2 separate regions of the Rattus norvegicus genome follow, and region 1 is linked to region 2. The links are chromatin contacts, called in public Hi-C maps. All regions are on one chromosome and are shown on one strand. The core of a region is the stretch at or near the end of the contact, and the rest is flanking DNA. Distances in the headings are between cores, read along the strand shown. Region 1 has its middle 21 kb from the start of Rpl37al2. Region 2 has its middle 74 kb from the start of Bcor.

Region 1 (7,384 bases), core at 4,861-7,360, 150 kb before region 2:
GAGGAACCCGAGGACTGCTCCGTCTTGCAGAAATCTGTGGCCAGGCAGGCCCGAGAAATAAATAGGGTAGATGAGAACAATACGTCGACAGCGCAGACAGCCGGTTCCGCGGTTAAGATGTGTCCCTGGGTTCCCGGGGGTATGGGCCATTTAGGCCAACCCCAGGTTGCTTGAAGCATGGAGATGTTAGGAGATTCTGCTTCTAAGAGGCCGGGAGCTGCGAAGGGGTTTCACAGAATACAAGAACCTGATTTTTTTTTTCCATGTCTGGAACATAGCCAGAGCCTCAAGGTTGAGACTCCTCTGGGATCTTAGGACACAGACCCAGTTGTGCGTGGCCTCGGGCATCGCCCACCAGCCCGACCCCTGCCTCACGAGAAGGAAAGATAGAGGTGTCTTTGAGCCTCAGCGACTGAGAACAGCCCTTACTCCAGGGTTTGATTCCAGCGCGTCCCAAAGGTTGAGCTTTCGGCTCCGCGTGTCTGGCAGGCCCAGCAACACGGCCTGAGACCTCTCGGAGGGTGGCAGGGCAAACACTTTTCACATTACCGGGTGCCTGTTAATTGGGGCAGTGCGAAAGACGCCGCTCCTACCCCTTTGCGGTAGGGGCTGGGGGTCAGGAATGGGCAGTGGGGCTGCTTAATAATAGAGGGGCTGCCCTGGGGAGCCTCAGATATCGGTAACCCCCATGATTAATTCATAACCCTCCACTGTGCCTGGCACCGGCTCGGGTCTTTAATCGGTTCTGAATGTCAGTGAGGCTTCCCCGACAGCCTGAGCGCTGTCTTTTGAATGTGTTGAAAGTGGTTGCGCACACACCAGGAGACAAAGTTGCCATCTGCTCGGGGGACCACAGCAACTGGGCGCTAGAAGGGGTCGTCCTCCCGCTGCTTAGGCTGCCCCTGGGGGCCTTCTCCTCCTAGCCTGATCTAAAGCCAACACAGCCCAAAATATTCCTTATAGCCACCGCTACTGGGATTTCAGGAGCACGAGGTAGGGTGTGTGTGTGTGTGTGTGTGTGTGTGTGTGTGTGTGTGTGTGTGTGTGTGTGTGTGTGTGTGAATGGTGGAAACTCCAGCTAGCTACGTAATAGAGTATGCCCATGGGAAGGCAGCTCCGAGGTCACCCAGACCTAGGCCTATGATAATGAGATTATAAAACCCTGCTGTTTGTATTCAGGTAGGTGTAGGAGATAAATAATATACAGAAACGGGGATAATTTGGGAGGGGAAGCCCCTGGAGAACAAAGCTCTTGGCCCTTGGACTCCAAAGAGTCACACAAGTGACTAGTGACCTCTTCTTGCACGGGAGAAAGCAGGGATGGGAACTTGGAGGGGGAAGGGAAACAGACCTTTAAAGGGGTGGGCAATGGGTATGGAAAGGCTCAACGAAAGTCTGGTTGGCCTTCTGGTTGGCCTCTAAAGAGCTGGATCTCAGGAAGTTGGGGCAGGGCGGAGAAATAGGCAGCCTCCACTTAGCTTGCTGGGAGAAGCCCTGTTGCCACTCTTCCCCTTATCCCACCCCCACCCCAGACTGCCTGTGTGCAGTGTGTTAATCGACCTCTTGGTTATGGACCTAAAGGAGGACCGAATGGCAGAGGCAGGGGTGGGGGTGGCGGTGGAGTGTCTTCCTGCTGCTGGCTTGAGCTTCTGCACTGCCCGGGCTCCGCTTCGCTTTGCCTCGTGTGGCAGCGCCTTGTCTGCAGACTGTAATTCCACACTCCCTTGAGCACCTGGGCTGGGGAATCTATTGAAGGGATTGGAACTGCATCAGATGAACAGCACTGGGCGGGGGGGGGGGGGAGGAGAAAATAGCCAAAACTTGGGAGTTATACACTGCCTCCCTCTACCCCACTCCCGAATAGTTTACCCTCCCCCTTCCAGGCCACCCCTCCCCCACCCCCTCCATTCTTTAAGGCTTGCAGCCAGTCTTATCATATGGTTTTGTTTCTGTGCTATTTTTTTTTAATTCAGACACCAAAATTGGACATGTATAGAAGTAATCAGGCTGGAGAAGCGAGGGATTCAGACTCAGAACAATGGTTTAGTGCACCTTCCCCACTCCAGCCCCAAAGGACACCATCTTGTCTACTGTGGATAGGTAGGCCCTTGGGTCCTTCTCCCCCAAACCTGACCAGCCTGTGAAGCAATTTTCAGGAGGCCCTAGCTCCGACTAAAACTGGGAGGGGGGGTGTTTAGACTTAGTAGCAAAGAGCTTGCTATTTTCTATGGAAAGAACCCTACCTTGGTAAAACAATGCTACCTCAAATATGAACGTTTAAAACCCAACCTTTGACAATTGGAGGTCCCTCCCAACCTGATGCAGCACCTCCAGGGGTTCTTCCTCCCTGTACCTTCCTCCAGCAATTGTCAACTCTGACCTTGCCTCCCATCCTAGCAGCAGCTCTCTGCTCCCCCAAGCAGTTTCTCTTGCTCCCCGTGGCCTGTGCAGTCTCGAAGGGCACACTCACAGTACGGAAGCTCCCTTGCTTCCTGGCTCCCTGCCTCCCAGGGCTGGTTTCCTTTTACAAGCTTTCTTGGAACCGCTGGGGCTGTGGCAATGCCTTTGGGCCCCCTTGCAGCTCTGGGTCTCCCTGCAGAGCTTCAGGCTGTGAATCTGCCTCCTCCGTGCAAAGGTCAAGCCTCCTCCTCTGAGTGGCCACAGTTTGGTTTTGCCCTGCAGAGCTTCTCTACACTACAGCAGCCTAAATATGAGAATGGGGGTCACACCAAAGCCCAGGGTAAGAAGCAAGGGGTGCGGGATTGAAGGAGGGAAACACTGCAAACCTCAGAAGCAGTTCAGATTTTGCAGCCAGAAACTAAAGAAGGGGGAGGGGTTAGAAATGCAGAAAGAATTTAGGCCCTTCACCTCCTAGGGACAGATCTGGAAAGAGGCCTCTGGCATCTGCTTTAAGTGTCCCCGCAGTTTCCGGGACCGTTCGCTCCCCATAGGCTGCAGTTAACTCTAAGCAGTAATCAGAAGCTAACAGCTTTGGGTTTAGGACTCCGCAACCACCTGATACCGAGTCAGCTGCAGCTCCCCTCAAAAAGGGAACTCTGGGGCAGGGGTCTTTCTACCACCCCAATCCCAGAGAGTAGTGAACTCTGTAAACACCAGGGAGAAGGATGTGGAGAAAAATAAGAGGGAAAGTCATTAAATTTGTTTCCTCTAAAGAGCACTACCCCCACCTTTTCTCTGACTTAAAAGTCAGAAGAGAGAACGCGTTAACTTTTGTTTGGCTTAACATTGCCAGCTTGAAGTCGACCGTAGCCCCTCCCCCCCCAAAGGTTTTGTAAAATAATCTAGCTCAGACAATTTCCTGCAGTCCCTAACTGGACCACCCCACTTACTGAGAGGCTGCCAAAAATCCGTCTTGACTGCAGGCTGGCAACTAGAGGCTCTCCAGCTGGAGCAGCCACAAGACTACTAACAGAACCAAAGGAGATCAAGGCCAGGGAACTCCGGAGGTCCAAACCATATGAAGAAGCTCTACAAACAGACTGACTTCAGATTTCTCACACTAAACTGATTGTTGGCCCTGTGACCTTCTATTGTCCTGCCCACTCTGAACTCTTGTCAAGTGGTCATGGGGATGTCTCACTTCCCTCCTGGTGTCCTGCATCTGTAAGAGAGTACTGTGGGAGGGTTGGCTCGCTGTGGGTCTCCCAGCACCCTCTTCTGCTCCATTCAGTTTTCTTACATATGATCTTACTGAGGAACACGGGAGACAATCAAGAACGGAATCCTTCGAGGCTGCTCCGGATCCTCAACCCCTTCTAAAGGCGGACGCTCACGGGGGAGAAAAGCTCTGCCCAGTTTCCATTCCCGCCTCCAGATTAACGAGCTGAAAACATGTGTACTGTAAATAAAGCCTGTCTAAATAAAGCACTCGGGTAAAGGCTGCCGAGAAAACACTCTGCATTGCTCTGTGCTCGGAGTGAGTCAGCTTCCCAGCCCCCACCCCCAAACAATGGAGACCTTGCCAAAGGTCCCCTTCTTTAGACCCCTGACTTTCCCCAAATCCATGTATGTGGTGGTGGTGGGGCGCCAGTACCCTGTGACTTTGGACCTTGAGAATGGGGAGGAGGAGGAGGAAGGTGTCCCCGGAGATCAAGGTTAGGATCCAGCCCTGAGATTAATGCCACCAGGAATCCCTCTGCCACCAGCTACAGAGGGCAAAGGGGCAATGCTGTCCCAGGCTAAAGAGGACCTTCACTTGTGTTTGCCCAACTCACCTCTCCTAAATCTCAGATGGAAAGAAGGTAGCCAACTACCTGAGTCACCTCCACTCCACTTCCGGCCTAGGCCCACATCCACACACCGTCTACCTGTGTGTTGAAGGCCAGGCCTCCTACTTAGACAGTGCGAGCATCAGAGCAGAGCAAACCTGCACTCGCTCGACGAAAAGCAGTCTTGGGACCCAGGGTGGCTTCCTTGCCCTGTCTTTTATGGCTGCTGCGTCTCTACCTCCTTAGGAAACGTAACAGCCTTAAAGATGAGGTGATATGAAGACCTTTGGCAAGGTGTTAACTGGTGCCCTGGCTACTGCTCTGGTATGAGCCAATGGTCCTAGTCCCCCAGCCCGATGACCTTGAGAAAGTCAGGAATCTACCCCAAAGGCTTGGGATTGCCCCACCCCTAGAGGCCAGCCCTTCATCTCAGCCTCTCAGGCTTTGGCCACCCAGCTTTGTCCTGCTAGGCTGCCTAAGGTACAGGGGGGTGAAAAAACACCAAAGGCTTCACTCGTACCCTTTGCACCCCGTTGCTCGCCCGGGGCCCCCGGCCAGTGCTCTAGCCGCCCGATGTTGCCAAATCCTCACTGGGCATGGTTGCGGGGTGAGGCTTTGGGAACATGGCTAGAGCTAGAGAAGATGAGGAAAACAAGTGAAACGGGAGGGGCGGGGTGGGGTGACGGCTCATAAATCAACCAGCTCCACCCCCAGGCCTCAAAGCTGAGGCGCCTCAGCCCGGCGGGGAAGAGGAGGGTCATTCGACCACTCCTGGACGACCTCTGAGCTTTCCCTGAGCCATCGCCCCACCCTGGGCTCAGGCCGCGTTAAGACCAGCTCCTGGCCCAGATCGTAAACCGCCCGCCGGATTCGGCGAGAAGCCGCCCTTGGACGCAGCGCTCATCCGCCCAAGGGGAAGTTTATTTATAGCTTGTAAAACGTAAAGGAAACCAGACTTCGCTAGCTTGCGGAGCCTGAGCGCCTTCGGTCCCCACCTGCCTACAAGAGGGCTCAGCAAGGGTTCTGGAAAGTGGGGTGGCTTCTAATCCTCCCCCTACTCTGCACCTAAAGACGGAACCTTCTGATGCTGCCAAGGCTTAAATTCCCTCTCAGTGTGCCTAAACGGGGAGCTTAATGCCACAGCGGGTGGAGGCCAGGGCCTGGGCCCTGCGTGGTTAGTGTAAAGAAGACTGAGCTGGCCCACTTGGCAGGCACGCACCAGCAGGCCAAGCAGCGCTGTGCGGGATTCCACAGCTTCCGCTCCCGACACGGGGAAGTCCCCGAGTGCCAGGAAGCCTTGGAGTGGGTGCTCCGGGAGCCTCTCCTTGGAAAGCAAGGATGCTGTCCCCGTTCCTTCTGCGCACGTGTCTTCAGCAGAGCAAGCAAGCGCTGTGCGCCTGGGGCTGCGATCCGCGGGTGACAGCGGTTGAGAGCGCGCCCTCTCCACTTCACACCCCCGCCGTCGCCTCCTCCCCAGGGGAAGTTCCTCGCTCCGGGGTGCGCTCGGGGCAGGAGCCAGAAAAACGAAAAGTGCCGAGAAGACGAGGACGAAAACCCTTAAAGAGCTCAACCGAGCTCTTCAAGATACCCGCGAGTCCCCATTACTCACAGCCCTGCCCCGGCAGCCCTTTCCAGTCACGCACTCAGTGCCTTGGCCAGGGAGGTAGATTGTGTGTGTGTGTGTGTGTGTGTGTGTGTGTGTGTGTGTGTGTGTGTGTGTGTGTGTGTGTGTGTGTGTGTGTGTGTGTGTGTGTGTGTACGCGCGCGCGCGCCCGATCGCCGGGACGGCAGTTGCGAAACAGGCTCTTGGCTGCAGCGCGGCATAATGGAGGTGGCTGGAACAATGCGCGCTTTGTGCGCGCGGGTTGTTTTCTACCCGCCTCACCCCCCTCGCTCGGGCCGTATGGCACTTTAATCCCTACCACGGCTAGGCACAAATGCACTTGTGTCCTGTGGGTCACTGGGGGCCGTGCGGCTGGAGCCGTCCCCACCCCTCCCCCGCGGTGCCCACGGCCCGCTGCCCGGTCTTCCTTCCTGCACCCACCTCCCCCCACCCCACCCCCGCGCGCCACCACTTCAATTCCCGGCGTGGGCTGCTCAGCCGGCTTGGAAGCTTCCGGGCCCGCCGGCCACTTTTATTTTCCAAGAAGACGGCCCTCCCCACCTCCTCGGCGAGCACGCGCGCGCGCACACACACGTGGAGCGCTGGCCTCACACTTGCCGCCCTCCCTCGCCTCGCCCCTCCCGCTCCCGCCCGGCGCTCGGGACTCCTGCGAACAATAGTAAATGTCAACAGATTCCGCGCGGCGAGTGTCTGACTCGGCCGAGATAAGAGTGCGCGGTTGGCCCTGAGCTCCGCGACACCGCGGGGGGAGGCCACCCTGACCCCAGCTGGAAAGAATCGGCTGTGATGAAGCCGGTGCCCGGGGATGGAGGACAGGAGGGGGAGAGCCCCAGCCTCGGCCAGGGTGGGAGAAGCTCCTGGACGCCAGGCCTTGCCCCACCCCCACCCCGCTTAACCCTGTGCTGCTAGGGCAGCCTAGGGGCCCGGTGAAAAGCCACGTGCTAGATGTCAGCCCACTGCTCGGATCTCAGAGGACGCAGGGAAAACGCAGATGTGGAGGTGAAGACTCGGACAGCTTTCCACCTACCGGGAGCCGGCGCCCGAAAGATGTAAAGGATCTCAGTCCTTGTCTCCTGAAACTCACTAAAATGTTTTTTGTTTTTTTTTTTTGAAGCTCACACAACACTTGCAGGTCCTCCCCCTCAATCGTCCCAACCCACCACCCGAGTTAAAAATTGATTCCCACGCGTTAGTATTAATGGGTTGTTCCTCTTAAATTGTTGCCAACTTTGCTAATGGATTATTATTTAAATTTCTTTTTTATAAAGTACGTGTTGTTTTATAGATGCGTATTTACTTAAAGAAATCAACTGCATCTATTAACATATTAAAGAGAGAATAAAGCACGGGGCCGGTGTAATGTACTGTTCAGCCTTACTTTGGGTGCTGCGAAGATAGGAAAATCTTATTTGTTTAATAATAAGTCACTCATGAATATGCAAATGACATCGTTGCAGTACCTCACTTCTGTCACTATTAATGAGTTGCAAATTAATGTGACAACAAAAGGAAAATCTATTTAGTGGAGGAA
Region 2 (6,679 bases), core at 1,871-4,370:
TAAATGAATCTAATGAGGGCTCAAATCAGTGCCCCAACCTGGGAAACCCAGTTCTCCAAAACTGGATTTGCATTGGAAGAAACGATGGGCATTGGATGTGCCCAACAGATCCGGGATCAATTGGAACAGGAATTCAGTACCCTCGGAGCCTTAGAACTTGTTTGGTGACCGCAGATAACAGATTAACTGCTAATTGTTGAAATCCGCCGAGCGTTTAGTTTATCACTGCTGGGGGCCCCTAGGTATTCGTTGCACTTTTTTATATGTAAAAACAGCCTTGCTACCTCCTAAACGGCTTTTGTTTCTCTTTCAAATACAGTGTTCTGGAAAACAGCAGCAACACGCCACCCCACCCCCTCTCCCCACCCCCTCTCCAACCTCGCCTTCTGGTTTAAAAAACACAAAACAAAACAAAAACCAGGAGGAAAAATAATCTATAAGACAATTCCCCCCCTACTGGTCGGCGCTGGCGTAGGGGCTTTTTACGTAAACCGAGTCGCCCAAGGCTGCCGAGGTAAACAGGCTTTCTGAACCTAGGTTAAATGAATCACGAAGGGAAAGAGCCGAGGCTGCCAGGCAGGGGGAAGCCTGGAGATCCAGCGTGGGCACCCAGGCAGGAAGGGCTTAGGGTTTAGGGCAGCGAGCTGGAGGCTGGTTAGCCTTAGCCAGAGGCCGCGTAGCCAAGGAAGTGAGAGGAAGGCCTGTCGAGCTCAAGCAGAGCCTCTCCACTGCACCACCTCTAACCCCACCCCGCGCCAAATTAGAGAGGCTGGCTTACAGCTCATCCTAGGCCTTTATCCCTTTTGCACCTGGCCACCACCCCGGGCCAGTAGGGTTGCTTGAATCCTCCAGGGAAGATTACAGGGCACCCCTCACCTCCTCATTTTGAGTAGCTCTAGGCCTTCAGGAAACACCAGCAGGCCTAAGTCTTTCCTTTCATATTCATTTTAAGCCAAGTCAAAGCCTTGCTTCCTGGTCTTCGCTCAGCCCACCTACATCACCTAGCTGTTCAAATTCCAGGACCTAGGGTGTGAGAGTGTGTGTGTGTGTGTGTGTGTGTGTGTGTGTGTGTGTGTGTGTGGTGGGTGGGCTATCTACCACCATCTGCTCTCCAGACCCACATTAGGGGACAAGGCCAGGAAGCTACTTTGAATTTATATTCTTCCGGTTTTCGTCTTAAAATGTGGTTGAATCCATTTTAAAAGACCCTTTTTGTTCTCATTAACCTTGAATTTTGATGGTGAATTTTCTTAGAACATTCCAAAGATTCTCCCATTCCTCAGAAACTTAATTTGAAGTGATGTAAAAGGGGGAAGGATTCGTAATATGAACGTGCTTTTGGATTGACTATCTTCCTTATCCTTTGGGGGCGGGCTTAGTTCTACTGTCTTAATTAACAAAGCACTGGTGTTTTCCATGTGTGGGAGAGACCCTGACCACCGTGAAATGGACAGGCCAAGCTGCATTTGCAAAGCACTTTAACACTTCCAGCCTCTTAAACCTACCTAAGGTGGACAGAGGTAGTGTTAATTCCCACTTACAGATGAGGAGGCTGCCTCTACCAGCCCCTAAATTTCAAAGTGTTTGTCTTCACCGTTCGAGTGAGAGGTCAGAAGCCAGGTGCGGCCGGTCTGCTCCCGTTGATTACCCATCCTACCCAGGGTCAGTGTCATTTGGTTCAAATGCTGCACCGTTTTGTTTCTGGAATCTGCCTACCCTTTTCCGCTTCAGATGATTTCCCTTCACAGTCTTAGGATTGTCTGTGTCCATTCCGACTCCGGCCACGGAGGACTATTTTAAAGTGTTTCTGCAGACAGACCCTCTGGCCCCAACGGAAGTGTTTTATGGACCTGTGAGTCCAGTTAATCCCAGGAGGCGAGGAAGGATTAGTCCACGGTGTGGGAATCCTGTGTTTAGGTTATCCTTATGGGACTTCGTGGGGGGGGGTCTTAGTGACGTTGGCAATATGTCCCCTCTATCCATGAAACTCGAGATTTTGAGCCAAGGAGCACGGAGACAGGCCCTTCAACCCCAGTGAGGTGTGGCCAGGAGAGGAGGGACACACTCTGGGACAACAGTGACCTTGGTAGGCAAAGTTGAAAGCACAGTTCCGTGAGCCAGTCCCCCACCCGGGCTCGGGCCCGGATTTATCTTTTCTGTGGGAAGCAAAAGAGGTGCTACCCGGGAAGGAGCCTGAAAGAACCACCAGCAGCTCGCTACCCGTCACTCGAAGATGGCAGCGGCTCCCCTGGGGTTCAAGGTTCCAAGAAAGGTGTTCTGCTTCGAGGAGCCAGAGCTCCTGTGCTCTCTCCCTTGCCTGGACAGCCCCCCCCCCCCAGGGCTCCCACAACCACTAAGCCCCCAAGCGCGCCTAGGCCGCTCAGCCTCTCCGGAGCACGTAGGGATAAGCTGTGCGGGGGGGCTTGGGGGGGCAGGCAGACCTCGTAGGAGATAGGATTTACTCTCCCAATCCCAAATTCAGGCACAGGCACTACTGGCCAGGTCTCCTATTTTTACTCCAGTGTCACTCCGAAGCGCGGATAGAATAGATCCTCTCCAGCAGCTGCCACTTCTCGGGGGACACGGGAGTCCACAGGCCTGGCTGTGCGCCCCAGGCTTTAGCAGCGAGTGCACAAATGCGGGCTAGGGGGAAGGGCACAGCCTTCCCCACCTGGACTCTTCGAAGCAAACAATCGCCGCGAGCTTTCGAAGCACCAGAGCGAGCCAGGAAGAGGAAGGGAAAGTGAAGGCCTGGAGCGCGCTTGCGAAGCGTGTTTGTGCGCGCGCTTGGGGGAATAGGGAGCTGGTGGTAATCGGGCTGGGTTGAGGGCGAACAACCGGATCCAGCCATCCCAATTTAGATTGATGAACTGGGCTCTCCAGCCCCAAGCAGGGGAGCTTATCCCAGGGTTGGCGCCTCAAGTGGAGAGAAGCCGGGAGCTTCTGGAGGCGCCACTAGGCAACTAGCCAGATCCACCAGAGGAGCCTAGGGGCGCGCAAGGAGACTGGGGACCTGCACGAACCAGTCACCACCGCGGGTGGCCGTTTACCTAAGCCACACAGGACCACTGAAGATAGGCGATAAGGAGTTCCTAAGCAATCGGCTACCTCCAGGCCCTAGTCACCTCCGGCGGACGTGACTGCCGGATGCTATGCGGCTAGGTGGGCTAGGGGCCTTTTGCACTGCCTCCCTTGGCTCTTTCTGTGCTGCAGAGTCACCGTACATTCTGTTACCTTAGTATGGAGTCTTCCTTTGCAAAACAAAACAAAACAGAACAGAAACCAGCCAAAGATATTGGGCATCTCAAACCACATTTTTCTTTGGAGGGTTGGGATCTAGCCAGTCCCTTAGAAAAACCGCCTTAAATAAATCGCATAGGCTACAGCGTGGGAGAGGCCACACAGTCCTCTTTCTAGTCAATCCACAGTCTATTTGGAACGTTAGGGCTCTGGGCAAGCTGCTTAACAGTTCTGAAGGCCAGTGAAAGAAAAGGAAAAGCAGCCTCAGTGTCCACGCCATAACTGAGAAGAATATGCTTCCAGTGTGTAAAACACTCCAGTGCCACATCTGCTTGCTAGGTATTGTATTCCCTTCCTATGAGTAAGGAGGGGGGTAAGGACTTCCCCCCACACACACACCTTAAAGTTCCCCCAGGTCTGTTGGTTTGGTCCAAAAGATAGTTAAAGCAAAATGTCCTCAAACTATCCCTTGACTCCTTAACCTTAAAGGCCTAACTCGGTGATGTGGAAGAGTGACTTCCCCCAGTGTCTCACTCTGGATCCCAGGTGGGTTGAAGGCAATTCTCTGCTCCAGTGCTAGGATTGCAAGCCCTGGGACGGCGCTCTCTAAGGGCATTCATTTAGTTTGGATTACTGTCAAGTTTTGGCCAGGGATCAGGCCCACCCCCTTTACACTCTCGGCGAGGTCTTGAAGGACACAGCAGGGGTCTTTCAGAATACTTCTTTCTAGGTGATTTTTCAAGGCTACCTTGTTCTTAGAGAGGCTGGGTGAAAGGCAAGTCCTCGGTCATTAGCGGACTACACTCTACTGACACCTGAATCTAAACAATGTTCATGTGAACAGGATTGGCCAGATTCCAATTTAGGAAAGATTCTCCTTACTATGTCTGGCACCGTAGGGAGATAGGTGCAGGCAGCAAAGACGGGCCTAAAGGGTCCAATACAATTCATAACACAAGGCTGCTTTTTTTCTTTCTCAAAGACAAGACATTTCTCATAAGTGGCTACCGGCGGTAGACTAATCACTTAAAAATGCTGGCGATGGGCTGTGGCTCTTAGTCGATCCTTATCTGAGCTGTGAGTGCCAGGCTGCCAGCCCCGCTCAAGACAAAGAACACAGACACTTCTAAGGTTTGCTCCTGAGAGCCTGGGTCACCTCTGAAATTGCCCTGTACAGTCTCTACCTAACCCCCACCTCCAAACTGTGGCTGACCTGCCTCTGAAACGCTTCCTCAGACCCAAATCAGAATTCCAGTTCTTGAGCGCCACCCGGAGAGTTTACATTTCCCCTCCTCAGAGGCCGCGTGGAGCGCAAGTGAGAGTCCGAGGGCGGCGGCCTTGGCAGCAGCATAGTTCTCTGGCCTCCTCCTGCCCGCACGTACGCAGGAAAAGAAAGGCAAGAGAGAAACCTAGGTTGTAAAAGCTAAGTGCAAACAACCCTGCAGGAGTGTGCAAGGAAGAGTAAGCAGCGTCAAATAGAAACTACAACTAAAATAGTCTCTTCGGGTTCTATTAATTAAAGGTTCTCGAAGGTGTAGTGCAACGGGAACCCTTCTACCTCAAGGACACATTGTCTGTACCAAGATGATTGGCTTCAGGTCAGAGCCACCAGAAAACCTGTTTCATGATAAGTAGATAGCAAGGTTCACATCTTCAGATTAACCTGTTTTCACCTTATTTTTAACTGAATCAGTATATTTGATTGTGGGGGAGGGGATGTCGCTTGAAATACACAAGATGAATCCGTATTTAACTGGGATAAGTTCCCGTAGCTGTCTAACCACATTTGTTTGGTCCCTGGGAGAATCCACGTTTTCTAGCCTCAAGAGGGGCAGGCGGCCCTCATGGCTCCTCCCTCGGCGGTTTCCTGGCGAGGCGCCCATCCTCCCCTAGCACCGGGAACAGAGACAGCCACATTAATACTCCCGGACAGCCTGTTCTGACCTATACTGTCATTTTTTCCATCGGTCAGGATCGAGCTGGGGTGGGGGTAGCGCTCCTCCGAGGGGCTTTGCACGGATCGTTGGGTTTTCCCCGGCGAACTTAACACGGAGGCAAAAGGGGCAGATGGAAACCAGGCCTCGGCTGGCCGGGCGCGCGTAAGCGCCGCACTCGGCAGCTCGACGCAAAGCCAGGGCTGGATTTTCGAGGCCCGGGCCCGGCGGCTTTCCCGGGCGGAGATCCTCTCTCTCCAGGCCGAGCCAACGAGTTCTCCTAATTCCGCCCCCGGAGACGGCAGCTGTGCGGCGAGAAGGGAGGGGGGGTACCCACAACTTTTCCCACCAGAAGACTGAGTGGTGAACAGGAGTGATGAAGGCCCACCCCGATTCCGTGCACGTAGCGGCACGGCATCTAATCAGTGTCACTGCCAGAAATGCGCTTCCGCGGAGGGCGACACCCACGCCCCTGCCAACCTGCAGGGGGTGGGGGGATGCAAATGGCGTCTCCTGTTGTCCCAGACTTGGCTCAGCACCCGTTGCCCCGACCATAAACAGACGCTACAGCGGACTGAAGTGTAGTGTCTGGAACACCAACACGAGGGGACCCGATTGTCCCTCGCGCTCCAGGGTCAATAGTTAAAGGAGCTAATGCACCAGTCCTAGCTTCGAGGCTATTCCTTCCTCCCTCACCTCCGGAAGAGCCACCCTTCCTCAACTGGGCTGTGTGGGGAGGAGTACAGGAAACTTTGCAAGACAACTGTTCTGTGCCTTTCGCGAGAGGAACGGGGGTGGCTTTCTCATCCCAGGCTAGCCCACACTACTACACTCTTTCTAGGCCCAGACCTGAGCATCGTGGACTCCCCTTAATAGGGGAGTATATTCCAGGGCATTAGAGAATGAGGGCGACACCAAAGTGAAGAGTTCCTAAGGGTTCTTGGCAGGTGACCAAGTTTGTGTCCTTAACCCTCCCACGCCAGAGTATTACGCGCCACTTTGTGCACGTGCGCGGCCCAATACACCGGCCGCGAAGCTACCATAAGCTTCAGTGGTGCAGGTGGTTTGTCTCCAGTGCCCCCCTCGACCCCCATAATACTCCAGAGGAGGCCCAGAGTGGCTAGCTCTCTCTCCCGGGGGAGGGGGTGTGAATTCGTGCGCGCCACCGGCTCACATCTTGCTAAGCCACCTCTGTCGCCCTCCGACCGAGGTACCCTAAAGGATGCGCCCTCCCCCAGGAGTAGTGAGGCGCCCTGGGACTCAGGCAGGGATGTCTGTTCCGGCCGTTCCGGGATTTGCCTCAGAGAAGAAAACAAGGCCGATGACTGCAAGAGCGGCACCTCCCTGTTCGGGTGTCAGCCACTCCCGCAATCTCCGCGTGGATCTCGCTCTTGCTAGGAGGGAGCCCAGCTGGCGTCCCTCTGCCCCCCAAATGCCCCCGGCCATCGTCCTCCTCCCGCCCGCGCCGCACCACGCGGAGCTCCGAGCGCCCTGGCTTCCACACC

Evidence for each region. Hi-C and Micro-C count contacts between places; a contact is called where the count stands out from the background.
Region 1: a Hi-C map of mammary epithelial cells shows a contact between it and region 2, with 2.1 times the contacts expected there. The contact joins two enhancer-like sites. A contact is called at or near these places in 2 of 12 Hi-C or Micro-C datasets (frontal cortex and mammary epithelial cells).

Annotation. Positions count from the first base shown.
Region 1 is chrX:13,436,982-13,444,365 of GRCr8, reverse strand. No RefSeq gene overlaps it. Among named protein-coding and RNA genes, the nearest start is that of Rpl37al2, 21 kb to the left of the region's middle. Within about 2 kb of position 6,110, at least 46 of the 93 cell types and tissues checked have an H3K27ac peak or open chromatin away from gene starts, as enhancers often do.
Region 2 is chrX:13,282,967-13,289,645 of GRCr8, reverse strand. It overlaps a transcript of Bcor not described here. Among named protein-coding and RNA genes, the nearest start is that of Bcor, 74 kb to the left of the region's middle. Within about 2 kb of position 3,120, at least 5 of the 93 cell types and tissues checked have an H3K27ac peak or open chromatin away from gene starts, as enhancers often do.